Linked DNA regions of Ovis aries: region 1 is linked to region 2. Evidence: chromatin contacts called from public Hi-C data. All regions are on one chromosome and are shown on one strand. The core of a region is the stretch at or near the end of the contact, and the rest is flanking DNA. Distances in the headings are between cores, read along the strand shown. Region 1 overlaps LOC132658319 (a long non-coding RNA gene). Region 2 has its middle 36 kb from the start of SNRNP48.

Region 1 (6,551 bases), core at 2,311-4,810, 680 kb before region 2:
CCGAAGGGATCAGTGGTTTGCTTCCACCAAACAGTAGTTTCAGCTCCCTTGGAATTAGCACATTAACCTCTGTGACCACCACCCCCAATTTAAGGAAAGTTAAAGGTGGCTCGCTCCAAACTTTGCTTCATAGTGAAGCGAGTCTTTTTTCCTCTAAGGAGCTTCATACTACAAAAACTCGGAACTCATGAAAACTCACTTTCGCATCGTTTCCTGCTGAGCAGCGAAGCTCAAGCACGACGCTTGGCTTTTGCCAGATTTGGGGCTTATTGCAGGAAAACAGTGCTTTCCTCTTTTAGCTTCTTTCCACCACCTCTGGAGACAAGCTTGCCAGCTACCAAAACAAAATGTTTCCCAGTTTCTCCTCCCACACTTGTGAACTTTGTTCCTTGATTAGGTACCAGACTCCCCTGGAAACAGAACTGGACAATGTTCAACCAATCACTGCGGGTTCTTCAAACACAAGAGACGCTGTTTCACGAGGTGTGTGTGTCCTCCCTGCCTCGCCTTTCAGCGTTTGAGCTGGTTTTCGGGGCTGCAGCAGGGGAGCCCTGTCCCCAGGAAGCAGGAGAAGGAAGCCACTCGGGGTGCACAGAGGATAGGCCCTGCACCCTCCTCTTTAGGCCCAGCAAGGAGCTGTGAGCAAGCAGGTGGATGGCACGGCCGTAGGACAGGCTGGTCCCAGCTCCCAAGCTAAAAAATTCCAGTTACTTCACAGCTGGCAGTGAGACACTGGGCCGCTCCCCCCTCCAGCCCCCAGCCAGACCCACCAGGCCTGCCTGCCTTTGACATTCCCCCCAGCCCCTCCCAAGAGCAAGGGCTGGTCCTTGGTGCTGGGGGAAGGGAAAGAGCCTGCTTACTTGCAAGGAATCTCTTTGTGGACCCTCCACGAAGGCATGGGGCTGCTGTTGCCAAGGGAGCCGATAGAGGGCAGCATGTGCTAACAGATAACTAGAGCCGGCTTCTCTTCCAAGGGCAGGGCGTCTCAGAGAACACATGCTGGGGTTCCCGCGTGTCAGCAGAAAAACAAATCTGAGAGACTTGAGGGAGGGCTGGGCTGGGAGACAGAGGAACGTCCCTCCAAGCCAGGCCGTGTGCAGGAGACACTGCTCAGGGAAGAGCCAGGCAGCATGTCCTGGCAGAGGCTGGGCATATAAACCCAGGAGACGCAGGCCCCTGAGCAGAGCGACACCTCCCGCCCCACGAGCCTGCGTCTCATGGGCTCCTCGGCCTCTCCTAGCCCCAGTTCAGCGCCTGGACCTCGAGCAGAGAGGGCATCGTGTGTCCCAGCGTGCTTCAGCCTTCTGGACTGAGAGGACAGGGGAGCGCCCTGAGGCTGGCAGATGCTGGGGGCCTGGCTGGGTCTGAGAAGGGAAGTGCGACCCCGCCAAGTGCGATGAGGTGGCTCAGTTCCGAGGGCAGTGCCGGGCTCTGAGCTGATGGGTGTCAGCCTCGCGGCTCTCAGCCCAGAGAGGGAGGGCGGGGCAGACGGGAGCTGACGCTCTGGGGTGCCCCGCAAGAGCAGCTCTGCACTCAAAGAGCTCCCAGCATCCCTCCTTCTGACCCCTGGGGCACCCTGCCCAAGGGGAGAGCCCGGCAGCGTGCTGAGGAGCAGAACCCGGAGCCGCGGCTCAGCCCTGACCTCCGTCCAAGTCACCAGGGGCAGGAGCAGAGGTGTCTGTGCAATCCAAGGACTGTCTTTTCCCACGAGCCCCTGGCCAGCCCGGTCCAGGCGAAGGACAGGCTGCGCCCTAACAGGCTGGGGAGTGTCTGCTTGCAGGTGACGGCGCCAAAGCCCCCGCCCGAGGTTTCAGCCCCTGCACAGGCCCCAGGGCCTCACTTCCTCCTCCATCCCTCAACCTCTCCCATCTCCTCTCCTCCCAGAGACCCAGCCGGTCCCCGCACTGCACCGCGCTTGCGGCCGTGCCTGCCATTTCTTCATGGAGCGATGATGGTTTTCCGAGCACCGTTCACATGTCTTTTCCCAAATCACGTGCATTGAAAAGCAGCAACACAGCAAGAATGAGGGTGCCAGGACCCCCAGCACCCCTAGCTCTGGACCCTGTCGGGCTCAGCTTCTGGGCCCTCGTCCCCCCCTCCTTCCATCCCATGATCCAAGGGAGAGGGGCTGCAGCCTCTAAGCCAGGGACAGGCTAATTATAGAAGTGACACCGTAGAGAATAGGACGCACTTGGAACTGAACGGGAGCCTCGCGCTGCCGGGAGGGTTTCCAACTTCCAACAGCACCAGGCGCGGTATTCAGACTAAGTTTCCCACTGACAGCAGTTTAAAAGCTGGACAATGTAGAAAAGGACTCCAAGCCTTCTGCTGCAATTTTTAAATATTGAGAAGTAAAGAATGTTGGCTTTTGATGCGAGGAATGAAGGACTGGGGTGCACGCCTCTCTGATCACCTCGGCATCAGAAATAAGGTTAGACAGTAACTGTGCAGCCTTTAAAAAGGAGATGCCAGCACCTGTGACAACATGGGTGGGCCTGGAGCCCCCCGTGCTGTGACACAGAGAAACACTGTAGGATTTTGCTTGTAGGTGGAATCTGTGATAGTCCGATGCACAGAATTGGCAAGTAGACAGAGAGAGAAATGGCATGGTGTGGGTCACAGGGCTTCAGTTACGCAAGATGAGTATGTTCTAGACAGAAAGAACATACTTGTCATACAGCGTGGTGACTGTTGCTAACAATACTGTCCTGGATGCCTGAGAGTTGCAAAAGAGGACTGAGCTAAGGGGAAACCATCTCACCTCTCACACACATACACACACACGACGGAAACTACGTGAAGGTGAGGGATGTGTCAGTCAGCTTGGGATCTTTTCCGTGTCTACGTGTATATTATCTTCTGCTCAGATGTTCAGTCGTGTCTGACTCTTTGCTACCCCATGGACTGTAGCCCGCCAGGCTCCTCTGTCCATGGGATTCTCCAGGCAAGAATACCAGAATGGGGTGTCATTTCCCCCTCTGGGGACTCTTCCCCGCCCAGGGTCTGAACCCTCATTTCTTGCATCTCCCGCATTGACAATCGGATCCTTTACCACTGGCCCACCTTGGGAAGCCCCACAGTGTCTATGTATATCAAAACATTAAGCTGGACACCTTAATTAGGTACGATTTTTCCATGTCAAAGATATTTTAGAAAAAAAAAAAGAATTTTAAAATTGGAAAGTGGAAAACACAGGCTAGAATGACAAGGGGACACAGGAAGGAAGCAGAAGAGGCGGCAGCACCGTGAGCACGACAGATGGGGGCGCCCACGGCCCTGGGCGGGGACCCAGGGAGCAGACTTTCAGGTTGATGGTGACCTCGCCCAGAGGGATGTTTTCACTTCTTGAAAACCTTTAGGTGGAGGAAATACACCCATCAGTCTTTGCTGAATACAGCTGCCTGGGAAGAGCAAGGCTGAGTGGAAAACAGGCCTTGAAACCAAACCTCGCGCCTAGTACTTTGTTACGTAACTCAGCGGAAGCCTAGCGTCTCTTCTGGTCGGAGGCTCTCCAAACATTTGGGGAATGCGGCCTTTGGAGAGATGTTTGCAGAGGTTACCCTGGACACTCAGCGAGGGCTGTGACCCAGCCCTGACCACGGGGCGGGGGGAGGGGAGCGGATCTCAGCCAGGCTCCACGTTCAGTGTCCAGAGCCTCTCAGGCCCACCTGCCTACTGCCTTGCTCCAGCCAAGGATACTTCTGGAGCGCGGTTTCTTCCTTGGGAAAACAGAGACGAATAACATGAAAACAGTAACACATTTACTTCCATGGAGTTTTGACTGACTCTGTGGAACTGAACCATGTCTTTATGCGTAAATCACGTTAGTTCATGCCGACTGGAGTCGGATGGACTTGCTATGTTCTCTGAGCCTCACGTACCCGTAAAACCACCCCGAGTAAGACAGGATTGTAGGGCACAAAATGCTCAGAAGAGCTTTCTTCAAAGTGCACGCGTGCTCAGTTGCTGCAGCCGTGTCCAGCTCTTTGTGACCCTATGAACTGTAGCCCACCAGGCTCCCCTGTCCGTGGGATTCTCCAGGCAAGAATACTGGAGTGGGTTGCCATTTCCTCCTCCAGGGGATCCTCCTGAGGCAGGGATCAAACCTGCATCTTCAGCCATTGGCAGGCAGGTTCTTTACCACTGAGCCATCTGGGAAGCCCCTTCTTTAATGCTTTCCAAATAGTTTTGTGGGCAACTTGTAGGGAGAAACATGTTTCACATCTCTTCCCAGCACACACAACACAGGCATACTCAACTGAAACAATATTTAATCTCACTCTGTGCAATACACACCATCTGGCATTTTCTACGCTCTTTCATTTGTTAAAACGCTAGTCATAGCTCACTCACTATAGGCTGTACAGACTGAGTCTCTACAGCTCCCAGTCTGAGAAACATTGGCTGGGGGCTTCCAAACAGGAAGAGAGACTGACCACTCATTTTTCACCTTTCCCTTCATAAACCCTATTAAAATGGTGATAAAGGAATGAAATGCCATAGACCCACAAAGACAAAGGACACAGGAGGGGGCGTCGATGGATGGGAGACTTTGACAAGTTTTTAGAAGACAGATCACTGGGTTTCCATCACAGTAAATGACAGAAGAACCCTTAGTCACTAGACAATTTGCCTTATTCTTCCTTGTAATAAGATTCAGATTGTATTTAAGTCCTCAGCCTCCACTGCAAGGTCATGGTGTCAGGAAAGACCAACCTCATCTTCAGCTCCAGGGAGTAAACCTTGATTCAGTTCAGTTCAGCTCAGTTGCTCAGTCGTGTCTGACTCTTTGTGACCCCATGAATCGCAGCACACCAGGCCTCCCTGCCCATCACCAACTCCCAGAGTTCACGCAGACTCATGTCCATTGAGTCAGTGATGCCATCCAGCCATCTCATCCTCTGTCATCCACTTCTCCTCCTTCCCCCAATCCCTCCCAGCATCAGAGTCTTTTCCAATGAGTCAACTCTTCGCATGAGGTGGCCAAAGTACTGGAGTTTCAGCTTTAGCATCATTCCTTCCAAAGAAATCCCAGGGCTGATCTCCTTCAGAATGGACTGGTTGGATCTCCTTGCAGTCCAAGGGACTCCCAAGAGTCTTCTCCAACACCACAGTTCAAAAGCATCAATTCTTCGGTGCTCAGCTTTCTTCACAATCCAACTTTCGCCTCCATACATGACCCCTGGAAAAACCTTGATTAGCTGAAGACAATCATATTAATTTTATTTCCCTTGTCTAGTGATTCATTTAAGAAGAGCCGTAACACCTAATTTTGGGTGTGGGGTCTTGATAGAAAGTCTGCCAATGATGGGATTAATTCTAGGAAACATTCTCCAGTTTTAAAGAGTCAGAGGACAAGGTAATTCCAACTTCTGCCTCTGGAATATAAGCCATTGCCATATTGTACCCACAAAAGGAACTACCCAAGGCATTCTGGCAAAACAAACAGATTTTTTTAAAACCAGGGTTCCTGATGTAATTCAGCCACTGAGTTAAACAACCTGAAAGCCACCTTATCCCAGGACTTTTATATCATTCAAGAAAATGAATCCACTTGTCATTGGGGACATTTTAATTGGGTTTTCTTCACTTCCAGGATCCTAACTGACACAACAAGGTGTGTCATCATAAAACTCCACCACATCGGGGGAAACTGAGGGCCCTCGAACTCCCAAGGAGAGAAAATCGAGGAAGAACACAGAGGAACAGGAAGGAAAATGGTACAACGGATACAGCATTGGATGCTAGGACAATTAATGACTTCAAAATTCTAACAGAAAATGACATTCTATCTGGAATTCAATAACCAGGGCTTCACTGGCAGCTCCACGGTTAAAGAATCCATCTGCCAAGGCGGGAGACACAGCAGACGTGGGTTCGATCCCTGAGTTGGGAAGATCCCCTGGAGAAGGAAATGGCAACCCACTCCAGTGTTCTTGCCTGGGGAATCCCATGGACAGAGGAGCCTCCGGGGCTACAGTCCACGGGGTGGCAAAGTGTCAGAGACTTACTGAACAACAAAACGGAACAAGAATGAAAGCAGGTAAAGGTATTTTTATACACACAAGGATAAAAATATATATATATTTTAATCTCCCATGACTTTTTCCTAAGTGCTAGTGGTTGACGAGTTTCAGGAAAAGAAAAGAATAAGAAGGAAGAAAAGGAAGCCTAACCACGTGTCAGCAATCAGAATGGCCAGCATGTAAAAGTCTACAAACAATGCCGGCTGCAGAGGGTGCGAGAAAGGGGCTGTCTGCACCATTGGTGGGGGTGTGAACTGCTGTACCCACTATGGGGAACAGTATCAAGCTTCCTGAAAAAAGCTAAAAATAGACTTATCACATGATTCTGCAGCCCACTTCTGGGCATATATCCAGAGGAAACGCTAATATAAAAAGACACATGCATCCCAGTGTTCACAGCAGCACTATTTACAACAACCGAGCCGTGCAAGCAACGTGAGTCCATCGACAGTGGACGGACGAGACAAAGAAGACATGGTGTATGCGTGCAGCAGAATATTGCATAGCCGACAGAAAAGAGTGAAA
Region 2 (6,420 bases), core at 1,248-3,747:
CATTAGATCTGGCAGAGTGGAAGTGATGGTTCCCTCGACACCAGTGGTTGGATTAGAGTCAGATGCTCTAGCTGATGACCAGGCCCCCTTGAAAATCACCTTGACCAGGGGGCGGGCCGGGGGTGTCCCGGTGCTAGCGATCCATGCTGGTTGCTAGAGGCACCTGAAGCGTGTCCGTGGAGACAGCCTCACGGGCGGGACTCCCAGTTGCCCTGAGCTTGGACGTGGGTTACCTTATCCCGGGACGCACAACGCAGGCTCGCCATCCGGGCTCCTGTGGTTTCCTCACCGTCTCCACCAGAGTCTGGCTTTTCCTTTTTGTTGCAAGAAAAAACTTGAACATCTGAGATTGAAAGGACATATCTACGGGCCTTCCCTGGCTGTCCAGTGGTTAAGACTCCGCCTTCCAGCGCAGGCGGTGTAGGTTTTATCTCTGGTCGGGAAGCGAAGATTCCACATGCCTGGAAGCCAAAAGACCAAAGCATAAAACAGAAACAATACTGTAACAACATCAATTAGGTCTTTAAAAATGATCCGCATCAAAAAGGAAAACTGTTTGAAAAAGGACACTTATACTGGGGAGAGAAGCCCTGTGAGAAGTCTGCTGAGAGCAGGACCCCCACCCGCTCCTAGGGGCGGTGCCCGTCTTCACCTCCCCTTTCAGCTTCCCGCAGGGAAGCAGCTAATTGATTCTGGGAGCAAACTGAAAGTCTCTCAGCGGGTTGGGGGCATCTCCCAGAACTTGTCTTCATCTCAAAGGCAGAATGTGGAAAAAAGGTTCATTGATCCCTTTTCATTTGGTATCAACACTTCTGCTGGTTTTGTGTGTTCATTTTGTCATCTTTGAAAACATGAGTTACTATTAACCACGTTATCAAACGTGACTGTCTTTGCAGAATGTTTTAAAGTATTTTTCCTCCTTCTTTGTGGCTTTCTTTCTCTTCTTCAAGGAGCTACAGGTAACTTGGTTGGAAAAGTGGAAGTGAAACTGTTAGTCGCTCAGTAGAGTCTGACTCTCTGCGACCCCACGGACAGTAGCCCACCAGGCCCCTCTGTCCATGGGATTCTCCAGGCAAGAATACTGCAGTGGGTTGTCACCCCTTCTCCAGGGACTTGGGTGGAAAGGAGACCTGACCTCCAAGGCTTGTTCTTTGGGATGTCCTGCCTCGGGGGAGTTGACGTCTCAGAGGAGCAGGACACAGGATCCCTGGCCTGGTCAAACATCCCTGTGTGCCCAGAATTTCATAGGCGTATCAAGGCACTCGACACTTGGAAACTACTCGGACCAACAGAGGCTTCCTGTCATCAGCCCTCTAAGACTGGCAAAAAATATCCTTGTGACCCACCAGTACAGCCAAGTGACCTGGGGACTGGTCACTTGCTATCCGAGGGGTGCTGGTAACCCATCCTTTTGCCTTGGTCCAGGGAAGACTCTGCCACCTTTTTACTTCCCTGAAGATGGAAAAAGTACCTTCTGAAGGACAGAGGTCAACTGCCCCTTCCTCTCCAACTCAGGGAATGTGGCCACCAAGTTGAAATTTACTTGATCTAAAGAAAGATTTAAAAATCCATTTTATCTAGTGTACTTGATGGCATCCCAGGTGGCACAGTGGCAAAGAATCTGCCTGCCAATCCAGGAGACCCAAGAGATGCGGATTCGAGCCCTGGGTCAGGAAGATCCCCTGGAGTAGGTAATGGCAGCCCACTCCGGTCTTCTGGCCTGGAGAATTCCGTGGACAGAGGAGCCTGGTGGGCTCCAGTCCGTGGGGCTGCAAAGAGTCAGACACAGCTGAGTGCACGCACACAAGTGTGCTTGATTTTGAGGTCTGAGAATAGTCTCATATTCCCATCTCATATTATGTTAATTTGCAGAAGTCAGGATACCATCCGCTCTTGATTTTGTGGTCCCTGGAAAGGAATAGCATGCAGAATTGCAACCCACTATTAATTCCAAACTGCTTTTCCTCCTTGTAAGCCTTTTTATGAGGGGTTGATTTTTTTTTTTTTTCTAAACAGCAAGGTATATTTCTTCTCCTTTCTCCCCTTAATGTAAGCTAAAATCATATACAGCCACTCTAGTAACACGGTTTGGCAGGTTTTTTTTTTTTTTTTTTAAACGAAGTGTATGCTTACCACACGACCCAGCAATCCCACTGATAGGGTATTTACCCAAAGAAGTGAAAACACATGTCCACACAAAGGCCTGAACTTGACCGCTCACAGCGACTTCACTCACAATAGACAAGAACTGGAAACAATTCAAACGTGCCGCTGATCAAAGGAGCACAGTCCATCCGTACAACGATGGATATTCACTGTACGGATACTCATTCAGCAAGCGGAGTGAATTACCGATACAAGTTACCGCATGGATGAAGCTCAAATATGTAATGCAAAGTGAAAGCAGCTTGGACGCGGGAGAACATACTGGATGATTCCAGGATCTGAAATCCTCTGCAAAGCGAAACCACAGTGGCAGAAACCAGAGTGCTTGCCAGGGGTCAGGGAAGGGCGGAATCGACGGCCAGAGGACACGAGGGAGCTTCTGGGAGAGCTGGAGACGCTGTGTGTCGTGCCTGTGGTGATGGGAACCATGTGTCAAACCTCATCACGCTTTACACATAAAACTGGTGAATTTTATTGTTTAGGGATTATTTCCCCAAAAGTTGACAAAAATCATGTGGGGGAAACATTAAGTAATGAAGGTATTGAGAGAGTGGTTCCTGAGCCTGCGAGGACCTCCCCGGTTGCTGAGGTCAGGTTTTCTTTACTGCTCTTGAACTGCACACGAGCGGGTCCCTGAGGTCCCCACCCCTCGCCACCGCCCCCTGCCAGTGCTCAGGCCGGAGAGCCCTCCCGCCTTCTCCAGCACCTTTCCTTCTGCTGGGGAGGAGCCAGGCTGTCTGGGTCCAAGGGAGCCAAGGGGAGCCCTTCCCCACAGAGTCCTTCCCTAACTCCCCTTGTCGAGGTTTTCCTTTGAGCTGGCCCTTCATCCCCTCAGCTTTATTGCTGACCTTGGGCAAGATTTATCACATGTGTGTGAGTGAAGGTACTCACGCTAGAGAACAGAGAAACAGACCACTAGGAAAGATACAGAATGAGAGAGAAAGGCACTCATTTTAAGGAATTGACTCCCACAGGGTTTTGGAACTGGCAGATCTGAAAATTGCAGGGCAGGCTGGCCGGCTGGGAATGCCCTGAGTGGAGGCAGTCTTGAGTCTGCAGGCTGGACACGCAGGCAGAACTCATCTGCGGCCATCCAGAGGCAGCGTTCCTTCTTGCTCTAAGTCGCTCAGTCATGTCTGACTCTGCGACCCCGTGGACAGCAGCCCGCCAGGCTCCTCTGTCCATGGGATTCTCCAGGCAAGAGTAATGGAGTGGGTTGCCATGCCCTTCTCCAGGGGATTTTCCCAACCCAGGGATCAAACCTGTGTCTTTTATGTCTCCTGCACTGGCAGGCAGGTTCTTTACCATCAGCATTACCTGGGAAGCCCTTTTTCCTTCTTAGGGGGACCTCAAACTTTGTTCCTAAGGCCTTCAACTGGTTAGACAAGGCCCACCCAACATGTTTGAGGGTAATCTGCTTTATTTAAAATCTACTGATTTAAATGTAAATCACATCTTTAAAAGAAAACCTTTTTACACAACGCCTCAACTGATGTCTGACCAGTCAATTGGATATCATAGTCCAGCCAAGTTGACACATAAAACTAACCATCACAAATGGGTACCCACATCTTCAGTAGCCTCTTTCCTGTCACTTAAAGGCATTAAGTGCCACCCAAAAGTCTGGGTTTGGGCTCTAGCTCTGTTGTTTGCTGGTTGTGTTACCTTGGGAAAGTTCCTTGTCTCTCTGGACCTCTGTTTCCCCAATATAAGCCAGGAGCAGCAGTAGGATTGTTAACATAAGGATTAAATGAGTTAACACAGTACCTTCAAAGAACCTAGATGAGTACTCACCACATATAACCTAACTACTTTATGCCCAGCATTATTCTAAACTTCATAAATACTAGCTGATTTTCCAGAAAAGTTTCTATTTATCTTAAAATTACTTTTATTGGTTAAGAAACTCCTTAATCACTGCCAATGAATGACTTGAATCAAGGAAGATGAAGGGAAAGCAAATATTTGCAGTAAATTGGACAAGATAAAGAAAAGGGATTCAGAGCTTCCCTGGTGGCCCAATGGTTAAGAATTCACCTTGCAATGCAAGGGACACGGTTTCGATCCCTGGTCCGGGAAGATCCCACGTACCATGGAGCAACTAAGCCCAGGTGTTGCAACTTGCTGTGGCCACAACAACAGAGTCCCTGGGCCGCAGTGAAGGATTCCAAATGATACGATGGAGGTCCTGCATCTAAGACTCAATTCAGACAAATAACTAGAATTTTATTAAAGAGAAATGGGTTTCAAATTCAAATATTAAAAAAAAAAATGCCCCAGAATCTCCCTCCTACCTACTTCTTTATTGACATTTTCAAGTCCTGCCGTTTAAGATAATTTTTAAAGGCTTCTTGATCAGTGATATTCTAATTTTGTTATTTAATCATTCAGTTCAGTTTAGCTCAGTCATTCAGTTGTGTCTGACTTTTTGCGACCCCATGGACTACAGCACACCAGGCCTCCTTGTCCATCACCAACTCCTGGAGTCTACTCACACTCATGTCCTTTGAGTTGGTGACGCCATCCAGCCATCTCATCCTCTGTCATCCCTTTCTCCTCCCACCTTCAATCTTTCCCAGCATCAAGGTCTTTTCCAATGAGTTAGTTCTTTGAATCAGGTGGCCAAAGTATTGGAGTTTCAGCTTCAGCATCAGTCCTTCCAATGAATATTCAGGACTGATTTCCTTTAGGATTGACTGGTTTGATCTCCTTGCAATCCAAGGGACTCTTAACAGTCTTCTCCAACATCACAGTTCAAAAGCATCAATTCTTCGGCGCTCAGCTTCTTTATAGTCCAACTCTCACATCCATCCATGATGACTGGAAAGACCATAACTTTGACTAGATGGACCTTTGTTGGCAAAGTAATGTCTCTGCTTTTTAACATGCTGTCTAGGTTAATCATTAGTGTGGCAGAATTTTCTTTTTGTGATAGTGTATAAAAAGCATCTTTTCATATATTATACTTTAAACATACATTTCTGAGCTGATGAGAACTCAGTCATCACCAATCACCTTTCCATGGGAAAATGTATTCTACGATCTAAGCAAATAGCTTACAAACTTTTAGTCAATAACCTGTCTCAAATTTGCTGACTTCTATTTTAAATACAGACACTATAATGAAGTAGTTAAGGACCAGGGTTTTGTAGCTTTCAAAAAGCCCAGCCTGGCCATCTGAAGTAGCATCTTCGTGGCAAGTTGCCTAAACCCTCAAAGCTTCAGTTCCTCTACTTGTTAATAAAGATAGCAACACTACATTATAGATTTGTTGGAAGGATTAAAATGAATTTTTCTAGCACAGAAAAAGTGTTCAATAAATGAAATTATTCTACTCTAGATATTATACTACTCATAATACTTCATTTATTTGGTGTCAAATCCTTATACTTTGCTTTCCAAATGAGAAAAGTGGGTGGAGATATTAGTAGTTCCTCCTCCAGGGACACCCCTAGTGGTCCAGAGGTTAGGACTCTACATCCATTGCAAAGGTCACAGGTTCAACCCTTGGTTGAGGATCTAAGATCCTGCATGACTTGTGGTGTGGCCAAAAAGGAAAAAAAAAAAGTATCCCCTCTTCCAAACTCTCTAAGGATATACATTCATCCACATTTCTCCAAAATTATTTGTTTCCACTTAAGAACTTCATAACCCACTGTCATCTGGCTTCAGCAAGCAGCACTGAGGTCAACCATGACCTCTGCATCGCCAAACCCAAAGGGCACTTTGGTAACTCAATCAGTAAATAAATAATCTGCCTGCAATGCAGGAGACCCTGGTTCGATTCCTGGGTTGGGAGGGTCCCCTGGAGAAGGAAATGACAACCCACTCTGGTATTCTTGCCTGGAAAATCCCATGGACAGAGGAGCCTGGTGGGCTATAGCCCATGGGATCCAAAGAGTCAGACACGAATTAGTGACTAATCCCCCCAAAGAACACTTCACAGCTTTAAATTACTGGGTGTCTCTGCTGTGTTTGATTCTATTGAACCCACTGCAATGGTCTGAACTGTGTCCCCTCAAGTTCATATGCTGAAGTGCTAGCCCTTAGTGCTTCGGATTGTGACGGTTATTTACTTGGAGACAAAAGCTTTCAAGAGACAGTTAGGTTAAATGAGGTCACAAAGGTGAGCCCAAACCCGAGATGACTGCTGTCTTTATGAGAAAATGAGAAGAGGCTGCAGACACACCCAGAGAGACGACCAAGAAAACAGAGAGAGCAGTTGCCGTCTACAAGCCACGGAGAGAGCCTCAG

What was found. Hi-C and Micro-C count contacts between places; a contact is called where the count stands out from the background.
Region 1: a Hi-C map of liver shows a contact between it and region 2, with 4 times the contacts expected there. The contact joins two enhancer-like sites. A contact is called at or near these places in 5 of 16 Hi-C or Micro-C datasets (blood, hypothalamus, liver and 2 more).

What each region holds. Positions count from the first base shown.
Region 1 is chr20:47,624,465-47,631,015 of ARS-UI_Ramb_v3.0, reverse strand. It overlaps LOC132658319 (a long non-coding RNA gene), which reads right to left. Exons shown (of 2, transcript XR_009597761.1): 2 at 4,257-6,551. LOC105603892 (a long non-coding RNA gene) reads right to left here and starts at 358. Exons shown (of 5, transcript XR_001436416.4): 1 at 1-358. Within about 2 kb of position 3,560, at least 11 of the 54 cell types and tissues checked have an H3K27ac peak or open chromatin away from gene starts, as enhancers often do. A contact at or near this core is called in liver, where this site is marked.
Region 2 is chr20:46,944,303-46,950,722 of ARS-UI_Ramb_v3.0, reverse strand. No RefSeq gene overlaps it. Among named protein-coding and RNA genes, the nearest start is that of SNRNP48, 36 kb to the left of the region's middle. Within about 2 kb of position 2,497, at least 2 of the 54 cell types and tissues checked have an H3K27ac peak or open chromatin away from gene starts, as enhancers often do. A contact at or near this core is called in liver, where this site is marked.